Regions from separate parts of the Arachis hypogaea genome. Here region 2 is linked to region 1. A link is a contact called in public Hi-C data. All regions are on one chromosome and are shown on one strand. Each heading gives the region's core, a stretch centred on a gene start, on an enhancer-like site or on the middle of the called end of the contact. The rest is flanking DNA. Distances are from core to core; before and after follow the strand shown.

Region 1 (6,043 bases), core at 2,613-5,112:
GAATAGATTATGTGTTCAAGGTGGTTGTGATTGGAGACTCAGCAGTGGGGAAGACTCAAATACTGTCTAGGTTTGCAAAGAATGAGTTCTGCTTTGACTCAAAGTCCACCATCGGCGTTGAGTTCCAGACCAGGACTGTCACCATTGGTGGCAAACTCATCAAGGCACAGATCTGGGACACTGCTGGCCAAGAAAGGTTCATTCTATTCACTTCATTCCTTCCTCTCTCTATTCTTTCCAACTTCCAATGAAGATTGCTATTTTTTACCATTACAATGTTATGCCAATTAAGCACATGACATAGATGTTAGAATTTTCTGCAGTGTGGTGGTGAGCTTTTATTGATTGTCCATTTAGATTTTTGTCAAGGTGGATTGAATGTTTAAAGTTTTTTATTTTTTAAAGCAAGCTCAACACAATAACGTAGAACTTGTTACAAGAAATAAAACAACAAAAATGCTGAAAACTAGTACTCATACATGCTCCACAAGTACTCTATGTTATTTCTACATCTTTTTGTTATATGTATTCACTTCAAAGTTGTATATGTATTGACCCATTTTGCTTACACATATAGGTACAGGGCAGTGACAAGTGCGTACTACAGAGGAGCATTAGGGGCAATGGTGGTGTACGACATAACAAAGAGGCAGACATTTGATCACGTGGCGAGGTGGATAGAGGAGCTGAGGGCGCATGCAGACACTTCCATAGTCATAATGCTAATTGGGAACAAGGGTGACCTTGTGGAGAAGAGAGCAGTGCGGACGGAGGATGCGGTGGAGTTTGCGGAGGAACAGGGGCTCTTCTTCTCGGAGACTTCAGCTCTCAGCGGTGAGAATGTGGAGAGTGCCTTCTTCAAGTTGCTTCAACACATCCATTTCGTGGTCTCTAAGAAGTCCTTGCAATCTGCCAACAATGCCATTAATAATGCTGTCACTCTTAAGGGATCAAAGATTGATGTAATCTCTGGTAATGACTTAGAGTCAGAGATTACTGAGATTAAGAAAGTCTCTTCATGCTCTTGTTGATTATTCTTCTTATTAAGTTTATTTTACAAAACTGAATACTACACGTATATAGTGGCAATGTGGTGGGTAAGGATGATTGATTTCTTCAGATCTTGGCTTTTAATTCAACTGCACCTATTTGTTCACTTTAATTAGACACTTCAATTCTTTAATGTAGAGTTTGTTTGAGATATTGAAACAGAGACTAAGAGACTGAGATTCAGTATCATGTTTATTGGTTCAGAGACTGGTATTAAAATTTCTGTCTCTGTCCCAAAAATTTTAGTATTTCAGTACCTCTAAAAAGTGAGGACACAGGAGACTAATATTTTTAGAGATAAAAACTGAAATTTTAATAATATTTTATACTTAAAATACCGGGTCTTTTTTTTTTTATATGGATTAAAGCTTGGTGATATTCAACGTAATGGATGCATGGAGAAAATTTTCCCTGCTATGATGACAGGCGTAAAACGTAAGATGCGTTTTACTTTTGGCCTTTTTTTTTTTTTGTGCAGGAAAGGGAAGAAACGTGGCCTTCGTTTTGGTTGGTGCAGGATTTTCAAAATTTTTTTAAAATAGTTTTAATCCAAACGTGGCATGCGTTTTGTGTTGGGCTAAATAATTTTTTTTTTGTAATAACAAAGCGCAATCTGCGTTTTGTGCTGAGGGCTAGCTTTTTTTTTGGAAAACGCAAAACGTAGGTAGCATTTTTTCGCGTTGTCAGATTGCTTTTTGAAAAGCGCAGGTTGCGTTTGTTGAAAAAAAAATATTTTCCTGAAGAGGCCTGCCTATAAATACGAAGCACTCCTCAGCGCAACGGCCTCACTCCCATTCTACTCATCATTCTCCTCTTTCAAATACATATGTTGTAGTTGTTAGTTTTTTTTGGCAGTTAGCTGTGTCCAAAAAATCGGAGTACGTGAGGTTGAAATTATGGAAAATATTACAAATTTGCGAGTATATTATAACGGTGAAGTTATACCAAACACACATGAAGGAGTGACTTTTGTTTGTGAATGTCCGTTGTCATTTGCTATTCCATGTACCATGAGCTTTGTTGATTTGCAAAATGGGCTTTGTAATAACATTCAAAGCCACATTTTGAAAAGGGTCAGCAACCTTTTATACAGAAGTCCTATGCAAGTATTTGGTGGGCTAATACAGTTTCAATTAATGCCCATTACTGACGATGCCAGTATGCAGCAGATGTTCTGTATTTATCAACAAACCCGATTTCATGTGCCGATGATGGAGTTGTACGTTGAGTTTGAGCAGCAGTCAGGGTCGGGCACGGTCGGCGAGGGGGTCAATATTGATGAGCTCGGTGATATAGATTGGGAAGAAGAAAATAATGACAGTGAAGAGGAGTTCGAAGCTAACTATGAAGTCGATGACGAGAACGATGACGGAGACTTGGCAGGCAATCCGGAGGTGCCAAGTGAAGCGAATGCGATTATAAGCCAACACCCGTTTGGTGTTCCATCTTTTATGCGGACTCTAGATATGGAAGCCATGCATGACCTAGAATTTTCTGAGTATGCGAATACGGGTATGTTATGATTATTAACTCAAGTTTCCTATAGTGTTTATTTTATATGCCTCGTCTGACTGATGGTGGTGCGCATGTCGTAGGTGAAGGCAATGCTGCGGCGGAAGATGGCGAGTTTAGTGTTGGAATGGAATTTGGATCGAGAGAGTCGGTGATATCTGCAATCAAAAGCTACACTATCTCTAGAGGGGTTGATTACACTGTGTATGAGTCTGAGCCGCAAACATTCTATGCGAAATGCAAGGGGTATGGTGCAGGGTGCGATTGGCTAATCCGGGCTAGCTTGATTCGAAAGAAAGCTTGTTAGGAGATCATGAGATACAATGGCAAGCACACGTGCACCGTGGGAACGATATCACAAGATCATGCCAAGTTGGACTCGGACACAATTGCAGATGTCATTAGGCCGTTGGTCGAATCAGACCCCTCGATAAAGGTGAAGTCTGTAATTGCAGAAGTTCAATCCAGGTTCAACTACACTGTCAGTTACCGCAAGGCTTGGTTGGCAAAGCAGAAAGCTGTTGCCAAGGTTTTCGGTGATTGGAAAGTTTCTTACCAGACCCTGCCAGTATGGTTGAAAGCAATGACGGTTAAAATGCCAAGGTCTCGTGTTCAAATCAAAACGCTCCCCGTTTACCGTGAGACTGAGGAGGTTCAAGGTGTAAGAGTTCTGCATCACATTTTTTGGAGCTTCTATCTGTGTATTGTAGCATTTAGACACTGCAAGCCGCTGGTGCAAGTTGATGGCATGCACCTGTATGGAAAATATAAAGGTGCACTTCTGGTAGCGGTTGCACAAGACGGGAATCAAAACATTGTGCCTATTGCTTTTGCCATAGTTGAGGGTGAGACGACAGATGCATGGGAGTTTTTCCTAACGAATTTGCGGAGATATGTTGTTACCATTGATGGGGTGGGTATTATTTCTGACCGCCATACCTCTATCGACGCTGCAATAGCTCGCAGTAACGGTGCATGGTCACCACCAAGGGCGTGGCACATGTACTGCATTAGGCACATCGGCTCCAACTTCTTAAGGAGGTTCAAGGCTCCATATTTGCATAAACTCGTGGTGAACACATGTATATCAACTCGCTATTATGGTTCTATTCATAGTAAATTTGTGACATCTGCTTATGACTAAATGGTTTGTTCAACAGGCTATTCTAGAACGGAGTAGGAGTACAACAAAAACTACCAAAGGCTTAAAGGGCAGGGTGAGGCATATACTCAATGGTGCGATGAGATCGGTGTTGAGAGATGGTTGTTGGCATTCGATGGTGGTCATCGTTGGGGACATATGACGACAAACTTGGTAGAGTGCATAAATTCTGTCCTGAAGGGGGCACGCAACCTTCCTGTGACTGCCCTGATCCGGTTAACTTTCTATCGGCTGAATGAGTTATTCACTCGGAAGAGTACCGAGGCTCATGAGCGTCTCCGCAACGGATTTACGTATTCAGAGTTCGCAACGAAGAGAGTTGAAGAAAGCTTCCGACATGCAGGAAACGTTGTGGTCAACCGGTTCGATAGGCGCATGAGATGTTTGAGGTTCGCGAAATGCAAGATGGTACCATTTACACGGTCAACCTTGCGCAACGACACTGCGACTGTGGCCATTTCCAGGTCGAGCGACTTCCATGTCGCCACGTGCTTGCATGTTGCGCCAACCAGCGTCTCGATTGGCAAGTGTACGTGCACGATGTGTACAAGATGTCTGAAATTTGTAAGGTTTACAGAGGCGAGTTTGTTCCGATGGGTGACCCATCTACATGGGATAGATACGAAGGAGCGAAGGTGATCGCCAACTGGACATTGAGGCGCGCGACGAAAGGAAGACCGAAGTCCACCCGCTACTTGAATGAGATGGATTCACGTGGGATGCGTGGTCCTCGCCGGTGCACTATATGTGGACGCGAGGGACATAGTCGTAGCCGATGTCCTCAGCGCGCAGGTCCAAGCTCCGCTGGAGGTCATTAGTGGTTAAGCTTTTCAATGTAACTTTGTTATGACCTACTTCACAATTATATGTTACTTTTTATGTAATATCGTCATGTATTTTAACCTAGTTAACAATTTATAATAAATAAAGTTTTTAATCTCGTTATGATAAATAAAATTTTCAACCTAGTTAACATTTTTTAGAGTTACATGGAACAAAGCTAAATATGTCATAATAATAATAATTACTGAACAGAATCATCTAAATATGTCATAATAATAATACTGAATACAAATGTCGAATACAACTATGAATACAACCCTGAATCACCCATCAACTACAATAGACTACTTCCTCGGCGCCTTCTTCGAATACAAGGATGGGGTGTATTTGTCCGGAGGCGCAGTCTGTGTCCGTAAGTTATACGGATGACCCTGAGACACACCGGCGTCCAGCCCGCTGCTGACGTCAGGACCACTGCCTAAATCTGTCATGCTCACAGCACCAGTGTCATACAAACCGCTGCCAATTTCTTCGCCTGGAACTCTATCTGACAGCCGCAGGTGAATCCCATACTGCTGTGTGTACCAGTCGTAGTACACTGGGAGAGGATGGAAGTCAATAATCTCCTCGCCTAGCTGCAATGTGTTATAGCGGTCAAATGTCCATCTGTTAACCCATTGACTGTAAATTTGTCCCCAGTCATGGTTCTGTGCTCCTGTCAGCCGCTTGCAGTGATCACGACCAAGGTTGAACATGGGGCCTGGTGGTAGCTGCTGCATCCCGAACTGTCGTCTGACCCGATCTGTCGCGTGCCATTCTATGCACTCGAATGACACTAGAGGCGACTGGGTGGAGCACATAATCATATGGGGAGCGAGGCCATCCGAAATCCCCACTCCCATATATGGCCGCCATATAAACTGCATAATAGTTACCAAGAGGTCGATTAGAAAAACTATTCTTCTGAATAAAAACATTGGACATTAATGGTACAACTTACGTCGTCAACTCCCATGTCGTCGAGACCTCGCCTAAAATGCGCAATAGGCCGCCGTATATATCTTGTATGTCGGCGCCAATGACTCCACCTAACGAAAACATAATAACATTATTAATAAGAAGAACAAAATAATAATAATAATAATAATAATAACAATATGAATAAGCTTAATAATAATAATAACAATAACAACAACGCTAAAAGCCAATACCGTCGCGCTAGTGGAACACCAATATTGCCGAGTTGATCGCGGGGTATAGGTGCCAGGAACGGCATACGCTCCCACGCCCAAACAAAAAGCGGCATCAGTGGGCCATCCATTTCCTTGCAGTTGTATCGTGAGGCACGACACAACGATCTGTATAGGTGTGCCAGACTGGCTGCTCCCCAACTATACCCTGAAATCCGGTGGAAATCCCTAAGTAGCGGTAGAAACTTCGAGTTCAGTGAAACGGTCGACTTATCCGGAAACACAATTGTACCGAGCACACAGAAAATGTGCGCTCAGACGTACCGCTCGAGAGACTCCTGAGTAT
Region 2 (6,838 bases), core at 900-3,399, 260 kb after region 1:
TTCTCTTCTCCGAGGTTTCTTTTCTTTTGTGCCACTGGTCGGACTGCCTTGTCAATTGCTAAGTTGTGGTAGATGACTTCTGGGCTTATTCCAGGCATGTCGTCCGGTGTCCATGCAAATAGGTCGGCATTCTGGCACAGTAAACTTATAAGCTTTGTGCGCTCCTCTCCTTCTAGTGCTTCACCAATGTGTGTATATTGTTTGTCATCCGATGTTAATATTACTCGGTGGAGGTTATCCATTGGCTGGGGTCTCTCGCCGAGGTCTTCTCTTGGGTCGAGCTCGGCCAACGTGAGGATCTCTGCAGTGTCGTGTATTGCTTGAACTTGTGGCCGAGCTGTCATGTTTGCTGGGCTTTGTTTCAGACTGACATTGTAGCACTGCCGAGCTTCCTGGTGGTCGGCGTACACTGTTGCTATCCTATTTTCCTGTACTGGAAACTTAACACACAAGTGTAACATGGACACTACCGCTTTGAATATATTCAAGGCGGGTCTCCCAATAATAATATTATAAGGGCTATAACAGTCTACTATTAGGTACTGAATACCAATAGATTTTGACATAGGGATCTCTCCCATCGTGGTCGTTAGCCATATGTATCCCATGATGGGGACCCTTTCTCCGGAGAACCCAATTAGCTCTCCAAAAGAAGGCTGTATTGTTTTTTCTGATAACTTCATCTTTTTAAAGGTAGAATAAAACAAAACATCAGCACTACTACCTGGGTTTAGTAGTGTTTTTCTTACCAATAGCTCTCCAACCTATATGGAGATTACTACTGGGTCGTCGAGGTTAGGGCTTGCTGATCTGAAGTCTAATTGATTGAAGGATATTGTGACATCTGGGTCCTTCTCCTTCTTTGGCTGCAATATTCCCTCGATTGCCAGCATCGCCCTATAGCTTCGTTTTCTGGCCGAGTTTGTTTCACCTCCGCCTGCGTATCCTCCTGAGATGTGGCTGATGATTCCTCTTGGCGGATCAGGAGTTGTCTGATCTTTTTTGTTCTTATCTGTCACTGCTTGTTTGTGCTCGTTCCTGTCCGAGTTTGTCCTTCTGGCTTTCTGACCTTCGATATATTTGTCTAAGAGCCCTTGGCGTGCCAGTCTTTCGAGCAGGTCTTTTGCCACGATGCAGTCATCCGTGGTATGGCCAAACTTCTGGTGGAAGGCGCAATGCTTGCTTCTATCCACGAACCTTTGGTCTTGGTAGTTCCCTGTTCGAGCTAGTGGCTTCACGATTTTGGCATTTAGAATCACTTTGATGATGTTTTCTCTCTTGGTATTGAATCTGGTATACGTGTTATATTTTGATGTGAGCTTGAAGGGCCTCTTTGTATCCTTGTTGCCTGGTGATCTGAAAGCTTTTTCCTCATCTTTCCGCTGTGGTTTTTTGTCCGGCTTTTGGGCCTCGCGGAGTTCTTCAATCTCCATTTGACCTGCAGCCCTTTCTCGGAACTCCTCTAGTATTTTTGGTTTTGTTATCGTAATGGTCTCCTGGAATTTGCCAGGTCTGAGGCCAGCTTTGAGGGCATGCAAGTGGACAGCTGGATCCAAGTCTTGGATCTCCATAGTAGCCTCAGCGAACCTGGTCATGTAGTCCTTTAAGCTCTCATATTGGCCTTGCTTGATTGTTCCCAGGTAGTCTGATCCATGGACATATATTCTCGATGTCGCAAATTAATCAATAAAAGATCTCGCCAGCTCCTCAAAAGAGGAAATGAAACTTGCAGATATTTTAGAAAATCACACTAATGTAGTACCATCAAGATAAGTGGAAAAAGCTCGGCAAATCACTGGTTCGTTATTAGCGTCATTAAAGAACATCATGGATTGAAATTTCTTGACGTGAGCTCGGGGGTCACCGAACCCCTTATATGGTTCCAGTGCCGTGGGTAGCACAAAATTTTTTGGCATCTGAAACTTAATGATCTCTTCAGAAAAGGAGTTTTCAAGGGTGAGCTTCTCCTTAGGTGGAGTGATGTTCAGGGGATCTATGTTGCCCTGTGCCGAGCTTTTGGAGGTTTCTCCTTCATGCTTTCCATTGTTCTGTGCGGACAGTTCAGCTATCCTCCGCACCTCTGCCTGGAGTTCGGCTATTTGAGCTAGGAGCTTTGCCTGTGTGGGTTGAGGGTTCTCATTGTCAGCCATGTCCGAGGATCGAGAATCCTGCAAAACAAGGTAAGAAACTAAATAAAATGGATGGTGAGATTAGATATATTCCGGGCCCGCGGTGAGCGCCAAGTGATTCGTCCTGGTACTGGGGTGGCCAAGGTTTAGCAATTCTGAGCAGGCGGTTGTCGGAGAGGAAGGGCTACACGTCGGCCTGGATCGAACACCGCGGCGGGAATACCTGCAAAAGATACTCCGACGCTCAAGTCAATAATGATCTTCAATGAATCAGTTAAGTAAAAAATAGAAGACTGAGAATGGAACATGTCCTTTAGCCGAGAATATGAGTTCGGCTTTATAGAAGTTGTTTTACCCGTTTACTATGGATAAGTCCGAGTTTGTAGGTTGGTTATCATATTCTGTTTTGGTAATTAGATTTGTTGAGCACGTTTCCTATTTTCAAATGAGTGAGGCCGATCTTATCTGTTCACGTGCCGAACTTTTCGGGCGGCCGAGGACATTGGTGACGTATCAACAACAACAACAACAACAACAATAATAATAATAATAATAATAATAATTGTTCCTGTCTAGTAATATAAATCGAGGTACAACTCCTTCTTCCGTGTGTATGGAGCTTTTTAGACGCCGAGCTATACTTCAGCCGTCAAGGAACACCGGAGGAGGTTGGGACCTGCAAAGAAACTCCAACGCTCAAGTTAATAAGAGTAGAAGATGAATATTAAATTACTCAGAATGAATAGTGTACCTCTTTCATGTCAGGAGTGGATGTATTTATAGAATTGTTGTGTGGTTACTTAGTGGGTCTAATATTGTGGTAATTGCTCTTTAGTGAGCTTGTTTAGAGAGATTTACGGAGAGATTCTGTGCCAATTTGGGTTGGCACATAGTTGTTTAATTTGATAGGATAAAGACCAAAATACGTACTTTCCACGTACTCCCCATAAAACACGTGTTTATTTAGTTTTGATCATATTTCGATTTATAATTTTACCTGAGTCGAGTTATAGCTACCGGACAGATCAATAATAATAATAATAATAATAATAATAATAATAATAATAATAATAATAATAATAATAATAATAATAATCAATAAAATTATTAGAGATTATTTTACAAGAAATTCAAGGTTAAAACCATTTGATATTTTTATATTTAATATAATAAAAAAATGTCCTATTTTAAAAAATATGTTTGTATTAAAAAAAAGTATGTATTTAATATAAATCTAAATTAAAATATTTTCTTTTAATACATATTTTTTAATACAAACATTTTTTTTACATAGCACATCTTTTAATTGTATTAAATACAAAAATATCAAATAATTTTAACATTGAATTTCTTGTAGAATGATCTCTAATAATTTTTTTTGTTATTATTATTATTATTATTGAGTGACTATATATATAAGAATCTAATGAATAAATTTATTATTATTTTGTCAAAAAAATACAAAAAAATATAGTACAGTATTATTGTACAATTAATAATAATAATAATAATAATAATAATAATAATAATAATAATAATAATAATAATAATAATAATAATAATAATAATAATAATACTTGTTGTTGTTGTTGTTGTTGTTGTTGTTGTTGTTGTTGTTGTTGTTGTTGTTGTTGTTGGATGGATGGAGGATTGCTATGTCTAATAGAGAGAAATGTTGGGGATTAATTTGTACATTAATTTTTTGGGACCAAAATGTCTATTTTTTATATCTTTGGGGACTGATCTGGGTAATTATTTTGCCGAAAAATAAACTGGGGACTAATTTGTTTGCCGGAGTAAAACCTTGAAAATTGATATGTGTATTAATTTTTCTTGTGGACTAAAATATCTGATTTTAAAATCTTTGGAAACTGATTTAGATAATTACTCTAATATTTAATAATGATTTAATATAATTATTTATATTAATTATGATTTAAATAAAAATATAATTATTTAATTAATTATAATTTAATATAATCATTATTTTAAAGATATACAGAGTCCTGAGGAGAAACTAAGGTTTCTCGAAAGGGAAAGTATGAGGAGCCAATAGAAGTTTTGTATAGGATGTACAATGGAGGTTTAGAGAGTATTAGAGATATAACCATTAGTGTTACCTTTTCTCATCAGCTAAAACTTTTGGGATGAGTGGTATCATGACATGATATTAGAACTCTAGATTCAAAAAGTCAAGAGTTTGATTCTTGGTGAACCCCAAAATCAATTTAAATTTTTGGGAAGATGTTTATTATCCTTAGTATGGGGATGTTCATTTTGTAACTCAATAACTCATTGTACGCATAAATCCTTCTGGCACTACACAGGGCTTCAAATTTTCTCTCATTGGAGATGCTCTTACAACTTGAGCCATTAGAGCATCTCCAACCGGAGAAAATTTGAAGCGCATTTACTGTAGTATCAGAGGGATTCATGCGTTGGAGAGGAGAGAAGAAGAAGAGGATGTTCCTCTACAGAGGGACCTTGTATATCTAATGATAATTTGTCATGTGACAAGTTATCTTTAAAATAAATAATTATATTAAATTATAATTAATTAAATAATTAAATCATATTTATAATTAATGAATAATTATTTAATATAATTATTAATAAATTAATTATAATTTAATTATTTAATTAATTATTATTTAAATAATTATATTAAATTTTAATTAATATTATTTAAATAATTAATCATAATTAATTATACTTAATTATTTTTATTTACATAAAAAATAAATTAATATTTTCACACTTTACAAAATAATTTTTAGTTGGGTTGTTTATTTTTATTTATAAAATTTAAAATGTTAACCACCTTACAAAATTAACTGTTGTGATGTAATATGTTTTATTCGTTTGTGATATATAACTTTTAAAATTAGTCAATATTATTATGCCGTTATTGTTTATGAAAGTAACTGTTATAAAATTAGCTGTTATAAATTTTTTTCTTGAATATTAATATCTTTTAATAGTAAATTATTTTTGAATTTATAAATTTAAATAATATTATTGAAAAAAATAGTAACTACATTAATTTTAATAACTTTAATTAACTAATTAAGTGGGACCACAATAGAGACTAAAGTTAGTTTTTCCTAATGGAGAAGAGATGGATGCTTTGAGTTTCTATTTACTGTTTATGATGCAAAAGCGGGTGTGAAACTACTTTTTATGATAGGTGGGATATAAATAGGGATTGGGAAGAGTTTCCTATTGGAGATGGTCTTAGGAGAATATAATTATTACCTCAATCTTATTCAAAATATATTTGAATAATTCTCCACATACAAGCGTTTTTCCATACAAGTCATTTATATTGACGCGCTTCGAGCCGTTACTGCACGTTCTTCTTCTTCTTCTTACTGCACGTTCTTCTTCCTCTTCTTTTTCCTCCTCCTCATCCTCCTCCTCCTCCTCCTCTTCTTCTTCTTCTTCTTCTTCTTCTTCTTCTTCTTCTTCTCTTTCGTTATCATCGTCACCAACACCACCACTTCCTCCTCGTCCTCTTCCTCCTTCTTTTTCATTGAAATTTTTTCTAGTTATTTTTTCTGTTAGTAGTTTATGATTCTGTAGGTGAATAATGTTTCATTATTGATGGTTTGAATTGAATATAATGTAAAAGTTATGCATTAAAAAAATATATTTTCTGTATTTGCAGTAAATTTGGGTGTAACACGAAGATATTTGGGTGTAACATGAAGATATTTTGGTGTATTTTAAGAATTTTTTGCTGATTTTCACAATTTGAGACAAAACGGCACTGTTTGATTCATTAGAAAAGAAAAAAGAAAACAAAATGTAAAACCTAATTCGATTTGCCCTAAGCTCAGCACTCAGCATCAATGTTCTTCTTCTTCTCGAGTTCTCTTCCTCTCTCACTCCCTCAGCAAAAGAAAAATTCATCACTTGCTCTGTCTAGCTTGTAGCTACCCCTGTGTAACCGCTGCGTCGCTGTTGCAACTTCTTGAAGCCGCCGTCCCTAGTCCCTACTGTGTTCGTCTTCTGTATCGCTCGAAACTGCCATCTGCACTGCAACTCATTTCGTGTCGTTCCTCAGTCGCGTAGCCTCTGTTTTCCCATGCTGGCTTTGTTCCACTGCGCTCCACTCCTTCTCTGCTCTAGTTCCGTCACGCTTCACCCTCCTTTGCTATAGTTTCTCCACGCTCCATCCTCTGCTACTCTAGTTTTGCTGCGCTCCACCCTCCTCGGCTCTAGTTCTGTGGCGGTCCAAGCCACCTCTTCTTCAGTTCTGTCGTGTCTAGCCTTCGGTCGTGCTCCTTCACCTCTGTGTTCTAGAAGGTATTTTTACCGTAATTATTGTTTTAATTGGTTTAGTATTGTTGATTTGTGTTTTTTCTTCTTCATTATTGTTGTTGTCACTGTGGTTTAGGGTTGTTAATTATATTCTTGATTCTGTTATGCTGTTGTTGTTCTGTTGTCTTTAATTTTTTCTAAAACTGTGATTTTTTGTTCTTGAACTTGTTAAGTTGTTAATTTGTTAAATTGTTAGTCTGCTATGTTTTAATTTGCTAAACTGTTTGGTTCCTATGATTTTCTAATTTGCTGTGATTTATATTTTATTATAAAACGATTATTCTGATTAAATAACGATTGAATCAATGAACCAATAGCTAGAATGGTTTGATGATCGGTTCGATTTTTATAATTTTGGTTTTTCTATATATTTTTTTGAGTATATA

What was found. A called contact is a pair of places that touch in the nucleus more often than the background predicts.
Region 2: a Hi-C map of leaf shows a contact between it and region 1, with 3 times the contacts expected there. The contact joins the promoter of LOC140180062 here to the promoter of LOC140180058 in region 1. A contact is called at or near these places in 2 of 8 Hi-C or Micro-C datasets (both in leaf).

What each region holds. Positions count from the first base shown.
Region 1 is chr16:23,269,853-23,275,895 of arahy.Tifrunner.gnm2.J5K5, forward strand. LOC140180058 reads left to right here and starts at 3,863. Exons shown (of 2, transcript XM_072220449.1): 1 at 3,863-4,132; 2 at 4,189-4,542. The coding sequence starts at 3,863. The coding sequence ends at 4,542. It overlaps LOC112756864, which reads left to right and starts at 2,876. Exons shown (of 1, transcript XM_025805475.1): 1 at 2,876-3,706. The coding sequence starts at 2,876. The coding sequence ends at 3,706. It overlaps LOC112758505 (ras-related protein RABA3), which reads left to right. Exons shown (of 2, transcript XM_025807202.3): 1 at 1-196; 2 at 578-1,233. The coding sequence ends at 1,031.
Region 2 is chr16:23,528,692-23,535,529 of arahy.Tifrunner.gnm2.J5K5, forward strand. LOC140180062 reads right to left here and starts at 2,150. Exons shown (of 2, transcript XM_072220453.1): 1 at 1,763-2,150; 2 at 765-1,645. The coding sequence starts at 2,150. The coding sequence ends at 765.